Regions from separate parts of the Gossypium hirsutum genome. Here region 2 is linked to region 1. Evidence: chromatin contacts called from public Hi-C data. All regions are on one chromosome and are shown on one strand. The core of a region is the stretch at or near the end of the contact, and the rest is flanking DNA. Distances in the headings are between cores, read along the strand shown.

The links. A called contact is a pair of places that touch in the nucleus more often than the background predicts.
Region 2: a Hi-C map of leaf shows a contact between it and region 1, with 5 times the contacts expected there. The contact joins the promoter of LOC107893379 here to the promoter of LOC107893713 in region 1. A contact is called at or near these places in 3 of 34 Hi-C or Micro-C datasets (all in leaf).

The regions. Positions count from the first base shown.
Region 1 is chrD13:59,866,265-59,871,852 of Gossypium_hirsutum_v2.1, forward strand. LOC107893713 (aminopeptidase M1) reads right to left here and starts at 1,414. Exons shown (of 18, transcript XM_016818775.2): 1 at 1,031-1,414; 2 at 777-922; 3 at 596-698; 4 at 235-518; 5 at 6-159. The coding sequence starts at 1,336. LOC107893712 (solute carrier family 25 member 44) reads left to right here and starts at 3,930. Exons shown (of 1, transcript XM_016818774.2): 1 at 3,930-5,466. The coding sequence starts at 4,313. The coding sequence ends at 5,299.
Region 2 is chrD13:59,999,546-60,004,825 of Gossypium_hirsutum_v2.1, forward strand. It overlaps LOC107893379 (conserved oligomeric Golgi complex subunit 3), which reads right to left and starts at 3,092. Exons shown (of 25, transcript XM_041109364.1): 1 at 2,763-3,092; 2 at 2,266-2,349; 3 at 2,067-2,174; 4 at 1,844-1,888; 5 at 1,677-1,751; 6 at 1,466-1,561; 7 at 1,225-1,302; 8 at 960-1,045; 9 at 648-714; 10 at 468-530; 11 at 270-371; 12 at 1-102. The coding sequence starts at 2,852. LOC121225183 reads right to left here. Exons shown (of 5, transcript XM_041109368.1): 2 at 4,621-5,280; 3 at 4,234-4,434; 4 at 3,896-4,091; 5 at 3,390-3,816. The coding sequence ends at 3,632.

The DNA of each region.
Region 1 (5,588 bases), core at 164-2,663:
CCAACCCGCTGCTTGTTGGCAGCAGCCGAATGGTGATCATCGAAGAGCAAATCCGTCTCACGATATGTAACTAAGCCATAGTTCTCCATTGCCCCAAAAGCAAAATCAGGGATTGCAACCATATCCAGTTTGGGAAGAGAGTATGGCATTTGAAAATAACTGTAAAAAAACTCATTACCACAATGTCAAACAGATTGTTAGCAAAATCTCCCACTTTATAGAATATTTACATACTCTTTATAAAAACCCAGTGTCTGCAAAGCTACATGGAGAGCAAATTTCCCTTGATTTGCCTTCCCAACTTGAGAGTACACTCGAACTTTGATCCCATCTGGTGTATGATCCTCAATGTAATCAAACAAACCAATAACAACAGCAACCAAATATGTAGACATCACCGGTGATTCTTGATAATAAACTGTTTTCAGGTTCCCATTCAGTTCCTCCTCACCCACTGGCATGTTTGAAAGGGTCACTAGTTCAGATGGAACATCCAATAATGCGATATTGAACTTTGCCTGTTAAAAAACACATGAAACAAACTAATCAACAATGTCAACATGAAACTTTGAAAGGAAAGTTAAAAGAAGAAGACCTTGAAAGACGGTTCATCCCAACAGGGAAAACATTGCCTTGCATAAGCTGGCTCGAATTGTGTCACTGCCATATTCTTCTTCTGACCATTGTGATCATAAGTACTGTATTTCAAAATATGAAAATTTCGTTCATATAGATTCTAAAAACATTAATGTGAAATGATGAATATATACATATACCTTATATAGAATCCCTTCATTTTGTCATTTAAGACACCCTCAAAGCCAATAGTTAAAACTCCCATACCCTTGGGAAGTGTCTCAGAAAATTCCAACACCAAAATCTCATCTGCTTCGACCTTCCCTACTTTTGGCTTCTCAAATACCTGTTTAACATGTAATCAGCCAAAGACAATTATAGTTTCTTTATGACTAATATATATATATATCCTATTAAGTTGACTAAAGTTTTACTTGCATGTAGAGAGCTTGACCTTATTAGAATTAGGATCGGAGAAGTAGACTGAATCAGAGTTAATGTGGAGTTGGGCAGCAGCATTGAGGACAATGAAACGAGTGTCGGCAACGATGTTGACAAAGATGGAGACAATGCCTTCGAACTTGCAGGCCGCGAGGTCGGGTTTCAGTTGAATATCGTAGCGTATGGGGACAGCGAATGTGGGGAGACGAGGTTGGCCTTTGAAGTCAGTTGTTGGATCCGACAATTGATGAGAAGTTGAGGTTGAGGTACCGTCAGTTTTTTTTCTGAAACAGGAACAGCACTTCTTCAACAGGTTCATGGTGTAAATTAATATGTCTGAGAAAAAAGAAGCAAAACTTTGAGAGAGAGAGATGGAAAAGTACAAGGTATAAGGAGTAAGGATGATAAATAGGGGTTGCCCTAGATATCTATATTTAGTAGTTTTTACATGCAATGGGAAACATATAGATATTTAATTATACATCATTACATGGATTACTCTTTTTAAATTGATATATAATATTGCTTAATGCTACTAAATTTATAATTTAATATAAAAAAAATATTGCCTAAGAACGGGTTTTAGAATAAGAATCTTATCAACAAATTTTAATTAGATAAATAATGATAAGAACTTTAGTATTAGATTGCTTGCTTAGGGAGAAAGGCAGTCTTTACACTTTATTTTATTTTTAGAAAGACATGTATCCGTCTTTATTAAACACTATTTGGAATCAAAACATAGAGACTGTTGCTTAATTGGTTCTTGAAAAAGAATATTTAGAAAAAAGAAAACATTAATTAATATATTTGGATAATGTCATGTACTAATGACATCTTATTTATGATGTATTTATTTAGGTTTTTAAGTATTAAATATTAAATATACATTTTTGATAAAAATATTCCGTTAAGGAAGGTATTTTTATTATTATATTCATTTTTAGAAGTCTAACATGCAAGAATTAGATTGTAATAGGATAGTATAAAGTTTTCTTGCAAGTAAGAGGAATGTGATGCATAGTCCCAACTTCGGTTACCTCTAAATATGTGTTGGATATATAACATAAAAGAGAGATAACTTTTTTTTGAAAAGTAAAATTATATATATTTCATGTCCATGTTCAGGATTTATTTTTCATTTTCTTTTTTCTTTATATCTCAATTTTGTTTGGGGTCTTGATATGCCTACTGTTATGTCTACATTATCAAAGGTTAAGGCCCAACAGCAAAGTAAGCCCAAAGATCTTAATGGGATCACTCTCTGCTACTTCATATTAATGAATTTTACACCCACCCAATTGGTGTCAATTTAGTAGGGATTAAGTCTGAATATTCTAAGGGACTAATGTCAGAAATTTTGTATGAAGAATGGGAAAATATCAAAACTATATTTGATATATGAGTTTTGATTTGAGGCAATTATATACATGAAACTTTGATTGTAATTAAATGTATACATAAAATTTTGATTTTGATCAAATCGTACACATTTAAATAAATAAAGGCATCAATTTATTTTTATATTGGATAAGTATAATTATTTGGGTATGCAACATATAGATGTAAAATGATAATATATCAATAACGATGTTAGTCGTTTATAAATAGATATAAAATTGTAAAAAACTTAAAATTCATATATAATATTACATGAAGACGAATCAAGAGTGATAAGAATTCTATTAAATCGATGTGATGCAACTAAAAGATGATTTTCTCTGCTATTATCTTTGCAAAGTTCATATTTGCTTTTTCTTTTTTTTTAAAAAAAAATATATCATTATACGTTTTTATCATATTTACTTCATTTGACATAATATTTAGAACTACTCATAATCTCTCTCTAACCCATAAATAAGAAAATAATGTATTTCAACGCACTCGAATCAACATCCTTCTACCCTCAATCAACATCTCTCAATTATTCTTGGAGTGACCTGATCATCACAAAATACCATCAAACACTTACTTTATTATTACTTAAAATCCTTAAATTGGAGGCTGATTGAGATGTTTGAGCAATATTCATTTAATCAAAGCAGTGCATCAATTGAATTTGAAATTGACTGGACTTGAAAATGGAGCTAACATATATATAGAAATAACTTGAAAAGATAATCCAATGTATATACGCCACTTTCATCAACTTGTATCACTTACAATTAAAACAATAAAAATGATATTGATTGAGTCTTAATTCTATTGATATGAATATTATTGTTAATACAAGAGATTTTAGGTTCGAGTACCTTGAAGCACATTACATTTCTTTTTATGAGTATTTTTAGAAATTATATAAGAAAAATATGATAGGAGAGATTGTTAAAGAAAAATAAGAATTATTATTCTATTTTACGAAATTATAGGCACTGACAAGTGACAACTCAACTAACAATGGTAGCCTGATGAAGCAGCTCACTCAACCTATGGGCGCAGAGTGTTGCTGTCGCATCCATGAAGACACCCACAGTTAAGTTCCAAAACGAGAGGGTAGCACACAAACAAAATGGTTAAATTTTGTTATTAGTCCTTGTTTTGTATGTATGTTGTGCTTTATTTTATTCATTTCTAGTCTTTGTATTTTTCAAGCTTTTAATATTTCAATCTTGGCCAAATAGAAGCTATTAAACTCATTAGGTTAAGTTATATTATTCCCAAAATCTAATGTGGCGAACAAATTATTAATTATGTAATACCATGTCAATTTAAATTATGACTGAAATTTTGAAATTAGAAAAAGTATAGAACTAAGAATGATTCAATTAAAGAACATAGACGAAATCTACAACTTTATATATAATATATGACTAATAGCATAATTTAACAAAATGGATTTAACTTTATCATTTGGGTCATGGCTAAAACTTTAAAATTCAAAAAGGTACAGATTCAAAAAGAATAAGACTAAAATTGTTGAAATTAAAGTATAAAGACTAAATCCATAACTTACACAGAATAGAAGGACTGATAGAAGAATTTGACCCCAAACAGAAAAAGTCTGTGATATTATCTCCATCCTCCAAACCGTTTGCTGAAAACTATGATCTTGTCCCCTTTCCTCTCTGCTACTGTTAAAGCTCTGTCTTTCCCCATTTTCTTGACTTTTTTTTTGGGGTAAGAATCAAATATAAAATCTGGGTTTTTTTGTATTAAGTTTGCTCTCAAATTTAAAAGAAACCAACAAAAAAACCTTCCAATTTTCCATTTCACCCATCTCAAATCTTCAATTTTTCTTTGCCTTTTGGTGATCACCTTCTCCACTCACACAAATTGGTAGCTTTAATTGTATAGAATGAAATTAAGTGCAAGTGAGGATGATTTAGGATCAGACATTCATGTTCCAGCAGATATAGATTGGCATATGCTTGATAAATCCAAGTTCTTCTTCCTTGGTGCAGCTTTATTTTCAGGTGTATCAGCTGGTCTTTACCCTGCAATGGTGTTAAAAACCCGACAACAAGTTTCATCCACTCAAATCTCTTGCTTCAAAATGTCTTTCTCTATTATGAGATGTGAAGGATTAAGAGGATTCTATAGAGGTTTTGGTACCACTTTAATGGGAACAATCCCAGCTCGAGCACTTTACATGGGAGCCCTTGAGGTAACCAAGACCAGTGTTGGCAGTAGCACTGTTAGGTTAGGATTTTCAGACACAACAGCCACTGCTATAGCTAGTGCTGCTGCTGGTTTAAGTTCAGCCATGGCTGCACAACTTGTTTGGACCCCAATCGATGTTGTGAGCCAAAGGCTCATCGTTCAAGCCCCAAATGCGAGTCCTTGTAGATATAAAAATGGCCTTGATGCCTTTAGGAAGATCCTATTTGCAGATGGTTTTAAAGGGTTGTATAGGGGATTTGGGATCTCAATGTTGACATATGCACCATCTAATGCTGTTTGGTGGGCATCTTACTCTGTTGCAAACAAGCTCATTTATGGTGGTCTTGGTTGGTCTGATAATATTAGGCGGTCTGAGTCAAAGGCCACAGCGGTTGCTGTTCAAGGGCTAAGTGCAGCCATGGCTAGTGGTGTTTCAGCTTTGATCACCACCCCACTTGACACCATTAAAACAAGGTTACAGGTCCTGGATAAAGAAGAGAATGGGGTAAGGAAACCTTTGACCATGTTACAGACAGTGAGGAATTTGGTTAAGGAAAGTGGTTTGGCGGCTTGTTACAGGGGATTAGGACCAAGGTGGGCTTCAATGTCATTGTCTGCAACAACCATGATTACTACTTATGAGCTTTTGAAACGGTTATCAGCTAAGAACCAAGAAAGCTAGACATCATGAACATGGCAGCTGATGAGAATTAGTAAAACAGATAGGACACTAACTGTGAATTTTTGTTGTTTTGGCTTTTTTTTTATTGTGGAACATGAATCTAAGATCTAGCAGTTTTGCTTTCTTTTTTTAATCTGACACTGTAATAAAATGCATCTTTCATGTTACAGATGTTATAATTCCAACCAGATTCACCCAACACATCCAATGACTGGTTCAATGCATCGTGTATATAAGAAATGAATATGTGCTGATGACAGCCATAAGTCTGCCAAAAAAAAAAACTGAA
Region 2 (5,280 bases), core at 1,842-4,341, 130 kb after region 1:
AGAAAGCCTCTGTTCACAGTACAATTTATGGCATACAGCAAGAAGATGAACATATTCTTTCCTTGATGCTTTGCTTTCAATTTCCTCCAATATAGGCTTAAGCTGCAAATGTTTAAAAATGTTAATTACCTCTGCTGAGGGGGGATCTAATTGTAGTATATGGTCCCACTTCATATAGAAGAGATATAACTCTACTTGCCATTAAATTGGGAAAATATTCAGATTTGAAAAAATGTGACAGTTTCCACATCAAAAAATGAAATCATTACCTCACTAGCAGCTGCCTTGAAACGAACATAAATTATAGATGCCTCAACACCCTCAGAAAAAGATTCTTTGTTGCCACCGCTGCTCCAAATTGCTGCCTGGACCTAAAGAGAGAAAGAACAAGCATTTTGGGAGGCATTTATTTCATACAGAAATACATGCCGATATACGCAACTTTCATCTATAGGTGGATATTTTACCTGAGAAGATGCGCTTTTGAGAACAGATACTACATGAGAGCGGATCATACCAAGAGCCCGAGACTGTAAAAACAGGTTCCAGGAGCATTTAGTCAAAACATCTACTTATATGCATGCATTTCATTCACTTACCAAAAGAGAAAAAAGAAAAAGTCCAAGATTGTACCATTCCTTCCTTACCTGGAGTTGACGGAATTTTAGCAAATAAACACTGGATTCTGCGTATTGTGGATTATTCTCAACATACCTACAAGGGAAATTTTTTATTAAAATATTTTGATGATATGTGCTCATATGGACAGTTATTACACGATTGTCAAACAGTAATTTTAGCAAATAAACACTGGATTCTGCATATTGTGGATTATTCTCAACATACCTACAAGGGAAAATTTTGATTAAAATATTTTGATGATATGTGCTCATATGGACAGTTATTACACGATTGTCAAACAGTTTGCACATGCAGACTAAGTTCAAATGCAAACTTACAATATGCACTCATCGAGCCGTTTAAGAAGTGGGAGAAAGTTTGCATTTCCAACATTCATGTTTGGAGAATAAAAGTTGGAAGTAATCTGTATAGAAGAGGTAAAATTAGACAAACCATAAATTTCAGAACTACTGCACCAACAGCAATTCATCAAGAAACATAAAGTTAAGCATAAATCCTAAAGGATAATAGGATAATAAGCAAAGACAAGGAAGTAACACTTAATTAAACTGATTTCTAGTTAAGATAGCATTCAAACCTTACATTCTCCAACTCATCAAAATACTCAAGCTTACTGCGAAGTGCTTCAGCAAACTCAATCAGCCTTTGCTTCTCCATTACCTGCAATGAGAACAAGCTTGTGAGGCAATGAATCAACCAACTCAAGACAAACTTTCCATCTAAAAAATAAGTGGATTACAGCCACCTAACATAAAGCCAAAGTGAATAAGCTAGAAACAAGAAGATGAAACTAAATCCGAAGTCTTCCCAATGAAAACCATACCAATCGATTGCATGCATCATGAAGAGTTTTAGTTTTTGTTTCTACAGCTTGGTGTTGCAGTTGTAGTTCATTCAATAGGTCCAAGGTCTCATCCACCTACACAGGAGTACTTGCTAGCTTTAAAATCTTTGCGTAAAATATAGACATAACCAATAAAATAGCTAGCAAAGCAAATGAGAATGCATGGAGATATAAAAGAAAAAGAACATACTTGTCGAAGTATATCATCACAAGTCTGAATGCGGTCTACTAGAGTATCAACATAGTGCTGATACTTCTCCTCAGTCTGAAGGAAGAGAAGCAATGAGATGCAATAAATAGATATCTAATTAAATCACTCCATGTTCATATATATCGCAACAAGAAATTGCTACTAACCTCAGACCTCAGGGCTGATTCAAGATCCGTGAACCATTTATAAAACTGTACCAGAAAGTGTGGAAACAAGAAAAAAGAATCAAATGCAGTAGATCCAAATCTCATCGATGTCATAAAACCATGGTAGCACTAGATCATTCAAAGAAGAAAATAAAATACCATCCACAAAATTTCAGATCTCCGCATCTCCATTTCACTCAAGAAATACAACTAAACTAATTACCTGATTTGAATTAACCAAAATTTCATCAATAGCTTCAGAATCTCTAAAATTGTCATCCTTTGTAGAAACGGACAAACCTTTATCTTGCCCTGAAGTTCGCTCTTGAGCCTAAACACCAACATAATCCAACCAAAACATTCAGAATGAAATTTAACACCCACACACACACATATTACCAACAAGAAATAGAATTACTCACCAAATTGGCTGGAAACGGCCGTTCAGCAACTGCATGAGATAGCATCTGTATTGCTCGTTGCTGCTGCTCAGTCAAAGGTGCATTCTACGGAGAAAAATCCCCAAAAGAAATTAAATTAAACATAAATAATCCAAATTAAAGCTTCCAGCTCCACTTCACAGATCCAATATTCAAACTAAAATGTTTTTCAGCTCTTCAGATTATAATTATTAATATTATTATCACATTTCGGTTCCTTCTATGGCTCGAATGAAGAGATAGGATCCGTTAATTACTAAAATTAAGAATGAAATGAGAGAAAGAAATCGAAATAGAAAAGAGCTAGTCGATTAAAAAGCTGGTTTTCCTCTTCTCTCGAAATTCACAGTTATAAGTTGAAAGTTATAAGTTCACTGAGATCAAATTATAACAGATCTAAACTATAAGAGATTCAATTCGTAACGTGAAGGCAAACATCTGTGTGTTCGAAGAGAAAGTTATGTAAAAAGAAAACATACCTGTTCCCAAGTAGAAGCAAAATTGTAGCCTTTGGAGATGGCTCCGGATTTAGGAAGTTTCGAAGGTGCCGTTGCTGGATTCGTTGCCATTTTCTCTATCACGGAAGGAGTCTGGTTCTGATAGGCCAGACGAACTTTAGTTAACTTGCTCGCTAAACGACGGCGTTTTCTAAAAAGCAGATAACCTTTCAAGACGCATCATTCTATTTAGCAGAGAGCGGTTTCTGGTTTGCGCCATTTATTTTCTGGGTCAAGTAATATAGGTTTAGATCGGAGACGACGAAAAGAATCTTCAGCCATTGAACCCATTCTAGATATGTTTGGGCAAAGTCGAGTCAGAAAACAAAGAAGCCCAAAAGTAATTGACCCAGAAATTATTTTTTTCTTTGAACATACGATCGTATACTTGAATCTTCGTATTTTTGCTTAATGATTATCTATCACAGATGATAATAATTGTAGAATATATTCATATGTTACTCTACTAAATTTTATTATTAGCTGATGTCCAAGCTTTTTTAGTTTTTTCTCTCTTTTCGAATACAATGTTGCAGCTTTCATGTTTTTTGGAGGGCATTTGGAAGATCTTCCACTCAAAAGTAACTGAAAACATTGAATCACCAAGAATAAGAAACATTTACGGTTGACTGGTTTATTTCACAAATGTTTAATGCATATTTGGTACAATGCGTAATTTGGCTTATAAAAGGTACTCGTCCTTGAATTGCATGTTTACTTCATGCACATCCACATAACCATGAAAGGCAGCTATATTTTGTACAGTCAACAAGGCAAGACGTGCACCATGTTGGTCAAGTTGTTGCTTGTTTCGAGCTGCAGAGCGAGATAATGTACCCAAATGGTCTGAACTAACAATTTAGGCTAGAGTAGAGATCGTCCAGAGCAACATACAAGGGCTCAGCAGCCTTTGGCCGGCTCACAGTCCCGAGTAATATGTCAGTAGTGGTGAGATAAGGATCGCCATAGAACCGTAGGTTGGTATCCATTCTTGTTGCAATGATGTTCCCTTCCAGTGACACACCAACAAATGCCCCTGCAAAATTTTGTGATAAATTGGATAGCTGAATCCACAAACTAGTGAAAGGAGTGCAATACATTGCAGGATGGAATACCTTTACTACAACTGTATGTGTAACACATGCCGGAGCCTCTATCTCCTGCCCGATGATCTGCTTCCAGCACTCTCCCCACAGGTCCTGCAGCAGCACTGCAGCCAGCACCAAGAGAAAAATGCATGCGACTACAAAATGTCTTTACAGCTTGTAAATCATGAAGCACGATTATGAAATCCATGAGCTCACCCCCAATCTATGAAATGCATAAAAATGGAATTTAGCAAATAGATTATACATATAAATACTACGGAACGTGGGAGGGAATCGCTCCTTAGCTGCCTAGATGTGTAAATTCTGCTTGAACAGGTATATATTTTTCAGAGTCAAAAGTTTACCTGAGCACCCCATCCTAAACCAACAGAGAATATAGCTGATGGAGCAGACCATGTTCCATCGGACCTTCGAGCAAGAACAAGACCAGTTCCGAGCTTGTATGCTAAAAGAACTCCAGCTTTAACAACAGTTAAAATAGCTAAGCCTTTGGCTCCTTTAAGAACTGCCAGTGGTATAGATTTCTCTGGACTCAACCGAGCAACCTGTCCGTTTGAACTACTGTTATTCGAAACATCTCACCATGCCAAAATATATTCAATTATGTAGCTCCAATATGTGCTCCGGTTGAGCAAGACCAATCACATGAAACTCAATCTAGCTGGTAAGTATGATCTAGACAGAAAAACAAAGCTACTGTCTTGTATGAATAATTAAAACTAGGCTCAAACCTGGCAATAGCTTCTCAAGGTGGTGGATGCTTTGTAGATCTCATGTTCCATGGACAAACCAACCGGCAAGTTCAACCAACCTCGAGTGCACGTCCAATCCATGACATCATGTTTTGCTACTTGTGCAGCATTGCTAATGGAGTTAATAAGAACACCATGCAATGGATCAAGTCTATCATAGCAAGAATCACACGCCCTCTGGGGATTTCTATCCCTAAATTTAACAGGTAGCAAGCACCTTCCCTTAGAACATGCTCTACAGAAAATCCCTCCACAAAACCGGCAATGATGTCTGCCACGCGTGATTGCTGTAAAGAGAGAACTGCACTGCATGCAAACAGTGGTAGAACTATCTGGAAGCCACTCCGGAGGCTCAGCTTCCAGCACTTCTTTATATGCATTATAATTTATCCCCCTTGGCTCCATAAGCGGCGGGGCACTCGGTATATAAACAGAGGATTGCAAACAGGTATCCCCATTGTTTCCAGACCCCAGAAATGAAACATTAGAACTTTGGCACTGCTGATTCACTGAAACACCCGGGGAGCCTTTATTAGTCCCGGTTACAATTGCAATTAACCCACTCAACACATTCTTCAAGTTCACCTCTGGTTCCAAGCCATTCGGCATGGATACACGAACATCATCGCTTGAATCATA